2 separate regions of the Gossypium hirsutum genome follow, and region 1 is linked to region 2. Evidence: chromatin contacts called from public Hi-C data. All regions are on one chromosome and are shown on one strand. The core of a region is the stretch at or near the end of the contact, and the rest is flanking DNA. Distances in the headings are between cores, read along the strand shown. Region 1 has its middle 12 kb from the start of LOC107949701. Region 2 has its middle 9.2 kb from the start of LOC107949896.

Region 1 (5,137 bases), core at 1,835-4,334, 160 kb after region 2:
TGATGAAGGGGACGTCACCGGACCGTTGGTCCTCCGTCCCTACGAGCCCCCAAAAATCTCGTTTTTTCCCTCCCCTTTCTAAAATAAATGTTTCTTTTTTTTAAAAAGGCTTGATTATGGGACAAGTTTTGATTTTTTTTTAAATGAGAAAGTTTAGATTTTAACAAATAAAAACACTTACTCTTCACGCACAACGATCAAAGTTGATGCTTACACTACCGGAGGATCTTGATTCACTACTCTGCCTAGAAAGAACAAACCAATCGCACTTAGTATTAAAAATAAATATTTCTACATAACGAAACTAATCGTTAAACTACCAAACAAAGATGAGTAGAAATGAACAATACCAAAAGAATACCCAACAACTTACACCAATTTATCTTCAGTGTCGAAACCGAAATCAAAAGTACAAAAGGAATGAGTAATGGCAACAAGAAAACAAGATGAAAGTGTATGTAGGCAAACCAAAACTGAACCAAAAGAATAAAATTTTAAGTGGCAAAATGGCAACCAAAAAGCAAGGAATGTGAAACCCCAAAAGAAGGATTTTGGGTGGTTACCAAGATTAAAACAAAATAAGAGATATTTGATTTAATTAAAATCTAATTAAATCTAATATTATCTTAATCCCCATCCAAAACCCCAAATGCTGAAACTTTTAAAATTTAAACAAAACTCTAACTCTCAACAAACCCCACACAAAAGAAATAGAATCCACAATTCGCCCCAAACGCGAACGCCGAAGGCACCTAACCACCAAACTAAGTCAACTTATCTGACAACCAAACACATTCAAAAATCTAAAAATTTGAGACATTACATTATATTAATTATTAATATCTATTATAGATGTTCAACTATAAATTTATTCTTTTTCGGGTTTTAGGTTGGATTTATCTCAAACTCAGGCTAGATTGATTTTGGACTTGAATTCTTACAGAGTTGGACTTTCTCGAGCTCGAATTCTATCGGGCTCCCAACCATCTCTTCATTCAGGTATTCCTTTTCAGACTTAGAGGTGAGTCAAGTATTAATTTAGTGAAAGAAAAAAGGAAAAAAAATCAATTTAGCCTTTAATGTTTACAAATTTGTCACTTCGGCTTTAATTTTTTTTTTAATTATTTTAGCCCTCAACCTTTAAGCTTTAGTCAAACCATTTTGTTACTAAAATTTTATTAGCACTAACATGACAATTTACGTGGCAGTCTAAGTATACTTTATTGCTGACATAGATCATTTTTATTTTTTTATGAACATTTTTTAAATTTATTGAATCTTTAATTACTTTTTGAGATTTTATGAAGTACACAACCACACAAGTTGTCATATTAGTTCCATTAAAATTTTCACGATCCAATCAACTTTTTCATGTAAAAGAGATAAATTATTAAGGGTTAAATTTATAATTATAAAAAAATTAAGGTAGTTTTTAGAAAGTCACATAGTAATTGAATTTAGGTGCAAGCAATTACTCAAGGATGACATGTTTAAGTAACTATTGTAATTGGTGGATCCCATTGAATTGAGTGTAATTGAAGCACCTCAATAACACTTTCCAATTCATAAGGTGTGAGAATTGAAGTAATTATGCAGGTAATTATACCCAAATTCAATTTTTAAAAATTATTATAAAAGTTATAAAAATTATATTATAAGTATAAAAATATATGGGTGTTAGGGATGATTATGACAAAAAATTTCTTATATTATAAATTCTAAAAAGTTATATTATAAAAATAATTTGTATATTTTATAAAGTTATAACAAAAAAATTATTTAAATCCCAAAAAATTCTAAAATTATGGTAAAAAAATGTTATTTATTATAAAAATGTTATAATATATTTATTTATAAAAATTTATGGTGAAATTTAGACATAACTTATTTATATATCCATTCTATATATTATAAAAATAATATGCTTATGTATAAAAAAATATTATAGTTTTTTATCATAAATTATTTATAAAAAATAACTTTATGAAGTTATGATAAACATAATTATATTATTTAGAAGAATTGTTATAAAAGTTTTTGATAATTCATCAAACATTTTCTTATAAAGATTATATATTTTAAATTTTATATATTTACTTATTATAAAAAAATGATATAACCTAGGATAAATCTTCTCCAAATTAAGTTTATATAAGTTTTTTATAATTAAAGCTACAGATTATTTAGATTTTGAACTCAAAAATTATAAGGTCGATGCTATCGTGAAGTATGATACCATTTGAGAGAATAGTGTCAAACACAAGCACCATAGACAACTTTCGAACTCTTTAATTTGAGATATTTAAGTTTTGAAATGTGGTTGAGTAGACATTTGTTGTTCTAAAATAATATTTCTTATATTAACATAACCTTAGTATAGCATAATAAAGTTGAATCGTATTAGCAAGTTGCATATTTGATAGCTTAAAATTATAAGTAGAATTGAGTTGATCCATACTTCAGAGTACATAGGAGAAGGAAATTTTAATAATTTTAATGATGCAATTCAAATTCAAATGATGATAAACTCTGTTAAGGACCAATAGATGACAATAAGGAGTATATGTTAAATATTTAAAAAAAAAGGGGATAACCCAGTACCTCGTATTATCAACTACTTTTTTAGACTAACATAATAGATATGATGATTTGATTTTAATTTTTGGTACTTGTTTAGAAATCATTTTTATTATACTAATATTTTTTATAATAATTAATAATTTTAAAATTATAAATTATGTACTTGTAATTATAATTTGTACTACCAAATATGATTAAATTACGATATAATTAAATACGTCTGGAAAATTACAATTATTTGTAATTTTAAAAGTATAATTTAGTAATTAGGTGTTGTCTAAATATAGCCTTAAGTTTTAAGTGATATCAGTTCCATATTTGAATTTGGGTCTTGGCCCAAATAGTGGATATCTGGGAATTAGAAAATTTTGATGGATGGAATCCAAAATCTAAAGCTAAGTTTAAGATCGAATAGAAGGGACGAAGAGGCATGGCAGACACTGAAGTGAGCTCCGTTGTGTCTGATTTCATCGGCTTCTTAAACGCTTCTCCTACTGCTTTCCACGCAGTTGGTAATCCTTTTCTTCTCCATTTTCTGTTTGGTGGAAGTTTAACTTATTCAAGTCCGTTCAATCTAAGTAATTTACAATTATATTCTTTGTGTATTCATTTTTCACTTGGGTTTTATTGAATCTTTTTGCTGTGTTTTTATTTATTTATTTATTCACAGATGACGCCAAGACACGTTTGCAAAAGGTTGGGTATGAACAAGTAGTAGAGAGAGAGGATTGGAAATTAGAAGCCGGGAAAAGATACTTCTTGACCAGGAATCATTCAACCATTGTTGCTTTTGCTATTGGTAAAAAGTATGGTTTTTTGCTTTCTTAAGAAACAAATATTAGGACTTGTTTGTTTATTTTTGTAGTTTTATTTGTTTGGCAAGAAAATTTCAGGTAAAAATGGAAGTAAATTTACTCTCTTTTATTTTTGCTAATATGGACTTGAGAAGAACTGTGGTCTGACTAGGGATTGGGGGTTTTTGTTGTTGTCAATTACTATATAAAAAGATTGAAAGTTTATGTCTTTATTGTGATTAGATGATGTTTTAGTTAGTTTATCCACTAATATTTTGTATGCTTAGATATGTTGCTGGAAATGGATTCCATATAGTCAGTGCGCATACTGATAGCCCTTGTCTAAAATTGAAGCCTGTTTCCGAGGTAAAAAAATGTTTACCCAATAATTTATGATTGAAGAAAAAATGACTTGTGGGAATGATTAGGTAAAAAAAGCCGGTTATCTGGAGGTTGGTGTGCAAATGTATTGAGGTGGTTTGTTGCATACATGGTTTGATCGCGACTAGACAGTTGCAGGAAGGGTGATGATAAGAGAGGAGAAGGGTGGTTCTGTTTCCTATTCACATCGGCTAGTTAGAATTGAAGAGCCTATAATGTGTGTCCCTACCCTGGCAATTCACTTAGACAGGTAGGCTTCCTAGATGAATTCCCAAAGTGCTATATGCTTGTGATTGTTGTAAATAACTGCTTTGTGGGATTTAATTCACTTTACTCTTTGAGGAGTTTGATTTCTTACTATCTCTGTTAGTATTGTTGATAGAAATTACTTTGTTATTGCATGTCTTGTGAGTAGGGGTGTTAATGATGGATTCAAGGTCAACGCACAAAGTCATCTTTTACCGTGTTTTATTGCATGCTATATTTCTGATTTTAGTTATTCATCATTTCCATATCCTAACTTCGTTTATTATTGTGGACCTGTGTCAACCATACTACAACAGTTTAAAACTTTATTCCAGTGAAATAGGTAAAGGCCTTTTACGTCTGCATTTGGTGTTTCGATAGTTGCTTCTTTGTTATCTGCTGCTTCGTGACTAGAAACTAATAATATAAAATATCATATGACTATATTGCACATTTAAGGTCTGTTTGATTGACGGAATTGATTTTCTGGAAAATCATTTCTAACTTTTCCAGCGTTTGATTGGCGGAAAACATTTTCCATTTGGAAAATAAACTCCAAAACAAGAGAAAATGGGTTACATTTTAGGGAAAATGTCTTACCCTTTCAATTTCCGTAAGACATTTTCCATGCTCTCCTCTCTATCGCCTCATTCATTCCTTCCTTCATTTCCGGTAGAAAAATGCTTCTGTTTATCGATTTTTCAGTAACTTGTTTTTTTAATTATTCAATACTTATTTTTTTAACACAATTACAAATAATTTATTTGATATTAGTTTTTTTCAATTTATAGCGATTAATATTGTAGCTTAATAATTGAGTATTATTATAAATAAATCATTGCAATATATGTAAAAATAATTTAAAATATAAAAATTTATTAATATATATTAATATATGTAAAAATAACTTTTTCGAAAAATATTTTCAAAAAATCTGCCAAGCAGCAGAAAATATTTTACATAGATTCAATCAAACACCAAAAAATATTTTTCAGTAAATCATTTTACAAAAAAGTAAAATATTTTTTAAAAATTATTTTACGGAAAATATTTTACCGGCAATCAAACAGATTAGTGATCCATTTATATTGTTACAGGAACCAAAGCCACTTCAGGAATGCCAGTGTTGAACGATA
Region 2 (4,868 bases), core at 921-3,420:
TTTCAACTTTTCAATGGCCTCAAATTTATGGCACATTAGATAAAAATATACATATTTATTGTAATCATCAACAAATTTTATGAAGTATTGAAAACCTCCTCTAGCCTATGTATTCATTAGATTAAATACATCATTATATATAAGGCCTAATTAATTATTAGCTTGCTTACTTTTACTAGTTAAAGAAGCTTTAGCTATTTTGGTTGACAAGCAAAATCCACATGGTTCATATTGTTCAAAAGCAAGTGATCCAAGAATTCATCTTTATGAAGCTTGGAGATGTGTTTCTCACTTATGTGTCCTAACGACAATGTCAAAAATAAGTTTGAATTGAACTATTTGCTTTTAATTTTTTAGTATTTATGTTATAAATAAACATATCTTTATCAAAGATATAGAAGCTATTAACCAATTGTGCACAACCATAGAAAATTTCATTTATATAAAAAGAACAACATTTATTCTTAATAATAATCTCAAAACCTGTTTTGGTTGAAAAAGAAATGAAAATAATGTTTTTTGGTTATTGAGGACACAAAATGCGACTCCCAACAACTAATGCATTAACTATTGCTCCATTTACTACTTGTGGGTCCACATCCCCTTTAGTTAGGTTCTACTTCTTTGTAACCTCTATACAAAAACAAAAATAAGAGTAGAAGTAGATATATTAATATTAATAACATGAATACTTAAAGTAAAAGATAAGAAGTTTCTTTTAATTTGATATCTTTTTTTAATAAAGAAATTGTTTGTTCTGGAATTTTTCTTTTTTACATTTTCTTAGTTGAGACTGTGTCAAGTTAACTCATGACACCAACAAAGTCTTTTTATTAAAAATATAGATATAGATGTATATTTTTTTGGTCGTAACCAAGGTTTCCATCATCAATAATAGTGACTAATCCCTTCATTACAAGTGACTTTCGAAGAAGTAAATGGCTAGTCATAAAATATGTACTCTATTTTCATGAGCGAAAATTGAACCCAACAATATACTTAAAGGGATGGAGGTGAGACATAATACATGTTAAATAATTAAATAATATATCAACTAATAATATAAAAAATCTACGGTATATTTAAAACTAAAATTTTAGTTAAATAAAATATTAATTAAACCCAGTAGACAAATTTGGTACGACAAAAAGATGTTTGTGCTCTTTTACATTGTTTTTCTTTTCTTGGTAATGTGGGATTTAACAATGTGATTAGACTTCAAAGCCTCTTATTTAGCCTTAGTTGCCCACCTTTTTGGTCGACATTATTGGGTCGTAAGTTTCACAACAGCTCTGTTGATGTGTGTGAAAATTAATGAGCCATCCAAACAGGAAAGAGAAAAAGGGAGATTCCTACGTACTAAGACCAAGCTGATCGTAATGAGCCACTAGATTTATTGCACGTTACAACAGTTGTCGAGGGTTTTAAAAAAAAAGGAGGCAGAGAGATTACTTGTTCAGTAATTCAGCAAAGTCAAATTGGGTTCATGTTGGACCCCATTGCTTAAACTTGATCACTACAGATGGAAGAATCCTAGCCGTATAGATTAGAGGGGCCCACGAATCCAAAAGTAAAGATCATTCGATGATTTTGAATCGTACGGCTTCGGATTGGTGGTGGAGAAAAAAGAGAAAAGGGAGCTACTCGAGTTGTTGGTAGAAAATGATAACTGAATGTGGAGGGCTGAGCTGCCAAGGGGACAATTGGCAAATCTTGAGCCAAGCAGCGTTGTGATTTTTATTCTAGTTGGGTCATCCCGAATAAAGATAAAAGATTTAAGGAACAACCTCGCCCACCGTTTTCATTCCCTAAGAAACACGGTATAAAACAATTATTTTGATTAGGGTTAATATAATTAAGTCTATTTTGTTATGCGCTCCACTTTTGTATTTCAGCTCAACGATTAGGTTTATTTTAATTTTTGTATTTAGAAAAATATAAAATTTTGATAATGTGATATTATGATATTATGTCACGTCATTATCTGTAAAATAGTTAATCTAATGATATAGTTGTTATACTATACATCAATAATGACAGTAGGAATGATTGCAAAGTAATAAGAAAAAAAATAAGAATACGTAGATTTTACGTGAAAAACCCTTATCAGGAAAAACCATGGGTAGGGGAAGATAAATTCATTGAAGCTGAAAAACAACAATACAAGAAGCTTTTGGCTATGCTCTGTTTTTAAGGGTTAAACAACTCTTTTTTCTTTTTAACCCCATGTGATGGCCTGATGATCAATGGTGTTTATCGCCCCAAGTGTGGCCTAGATTCAAGTCGTGCTAGTTGTGTTTGTTGCTTGAGTTTTGTCTTGTTATTGTAATTAACTAAAAAAATCCTTTTTTAATCAATGTATAATAAAAGAAATATAGTCCTATATAGATTCAACTTGTGCGGCAAGGCCCATAAATTTTTAACCCTCAGACCTTCGCATCCACAGATCCCCAATTTTGCCTCTCTATTTGATTTCTTTAACAAGTGAGTTGCATCTTGAACTTTTCTAGCCAGATCAAACGGGATTCGGGTCACACAACTCTAACAATGACACAATATCAAAGTGCCACATCATCAAACTTTTACATCATTCCAAAATCAGGAATCAAAATAGACCTAAGTTCAAGTATCAAAGTGGACAAAAAAATACAAGTATCAAAGTAGATCTAGTTATCAAGTTCAAGGGCTAAAATTTGCATGAACCCTTTTGAAGATATCTCTAATTTTTAATTAAAATTATATATCATGATGCATTTTATTTAACAAATATTTTTATTAAAAATTCATATATAACTAAAAGGTTTTGATTGAATTGGTGAAGTTAAAATATTGAAAATGAATGTTTTGTGTTCAAATTTGTATCTTTCTAGATTTCACATGATTTAAAATGATAAATTTACTCTCATAATAATGTTTATTATTTCATAAAATAAAGGGTTTTTGTTAATTGATAATTGAATTGGACCCGATTGATAGATGACATTAAAACAGTTAACAATTTAAATATAATATAAGATAGATGAAATAGATTATATATCATGATGCAAGTCAAATTTATTTTTATTTTTTGGTCTCTTCAATGTTTATTTTACAGTTTACATTTGGGGTTCGTGACTGCCCCTCTCAATAAAATTATCTCTAAACTTTGAACACATATTCTCTTTTTAAATTGTAATATATCTTATTCTCTTTTTAAATTGTAATATATCTTATTAGTATACTCAACACTTGTTAATTACATATTTATATTTAAATATTATCATGAACAGAGTGGAAGTTCTAAGAGCTTAAACACACACAATTGTCTAACATCTATTACACGAATAATTACATAAATTTTAGATGTATGAAATATGTAAATTTAAATTCAACCCCTAAGAATTTCATCTCACTTTCAATAAGTTGAATTTGTTTCCTTTTCCTTAACTTGTTTACCTTGTTTGTCATTAACTTGAATCCGTTCTTTTTTAAAAAAAAATTTGAAGTGTTATTTTTTGGACAGTTAACCTAAACCGTTAATAATAAAAAGTATTATCCCTTAAATCTGTTACAAGATGAAATGTAAAAAAAATAAAAATTTAAAAATGATTCCGTAGTCAACAATCCCCCTCGACAAGCCTGAATTTGATAACCTTTTTACCATTTTTTATGAATAATAAATCCTATATGGTTGTCATCATGTTATGTTTTGTTATCGCTATCACGGCCATCATAATTGCCACTTCATTGTTTCCAATTTGTTACATCTAATGCAGTTATGTTTCTATTTCCTAAACTAAAAATAATATAAACGGATTTTTTATAAATTCTAAAAATAAGATTTTCAATTGTATTAAAAAATATTTATACAATTTCTACTACTACTCATATTGTTTTAAACTCTTAAATTAAAAGATAATGCGCGTTTAAATATATTTAAACCCACAAATTTTTTATTTATTACAACAATATCAATTAATTTAAGACTCAATCAACACAAATTTAAATTTAATTGTTCATTACGCAAGAAACAATCGAAGGTTTCAAAATGATAAATTAACCAATAACAAAATTTAAAAATTAGAAGCACAAAAGAGTAAACGTTGTATGCATGGAAAGTAAATTCTCATAAATTTTTGTGTTCTATCGTTGAACTTATGGTGATGTTGAAGTTCAAGATTTAGCACGATAAACCACAAACTCAAAATAGATGTAAAAGAAAAAGAAAATAGATAGCATACTTTATTTAAGAATTTGGCGAAGGTGGAATTTAGAGACTCGGGCTCCAAGTGAATTTGTGGAAATAAATAAGTCAGATTCAAATCAAACAAATAGAAATAGAAGAATATAATAGAATGACTCCTACAAAAGCCTAGGATAACTTGTATCCAAAAAATGTCAATGAATGAGTTTGGACCCCTATGAAACCCTTACAAAAACTAAAATCACCAGTGTTGGAAAACTTGAAGACCCATAACTTCGGAAGACTTGAAAGTAAACCAAAAGAAAACTTTTACTCTGATAATGTACTTCACGCATACAACTAAAAAATAAAGACTCCCAACTTTATTCAATGATTAAAAGGGGTGGCCTAAGGTCCCAAGTTAGAAGAATTTAACAGAAATAATACTCTTGATTAACGAAGTTAAACTTCTATGAACCAGTAAAAACTCTATGATGTATTCTAGTGAATCAAAAGAGAGTATTAATGTAAATATAAGACGGTAAAAAAGTGTTTAAATTGAATAAAATTTCCTCTAGATGGACAGCTATGCAAAGTCTCATTCCAACCATCCTTCTTTCTTTTATTTCCGAATTATTTTAGTTCAAATTTATGGACCCGATTACATCTAAATTCAAGTGACTTAATTTTAAGTGATTAAATTATT

Evidence for each region. A called contact is a pair of places that touch in the nucleus more often than the background predicts.
Region 1: a Hi-C map of petal shows a contact between it and region 2, with 1.9 times the contacts expected there. The contact joins two enhancer-like sites. A contact is called at or near these places in 2 of 34 Hi-C or Micro-C datasets (leaf and petal).

Annotation. Positions count from the first base shown.
Region 1 is chrD03:41,752,522-41,757,658 of Gossypium_hirsutum_v2.1, forward strand. It overlaps the pseudogene LOC107949703. Among protein-coding and RNA genes, the nearest start is that of LOC107949701, 12 kb to the right of the region's middle. Within about 2 kb of position 3,085, at least 6 of the 9 cell types and tissues checked have an H3K27ac peak or open chromatin away from gene starts, as enhancers often do.
Region 2 is chrD03:41,591,146-41,596,013 of Gossypium_hirsutum_v2.1, forward strand. No RefSeq gene overlaps it. Among protein-coding and RNA genes, the nearest start is that of LOC107949896, 9.2 kb to the right of the region's middle. Within about 2 kb of position 2,171, at least 4 of the 9 cell types and tissues checked have an H3K27ac peak or open chromatin away from gene starts, as enhancers often do.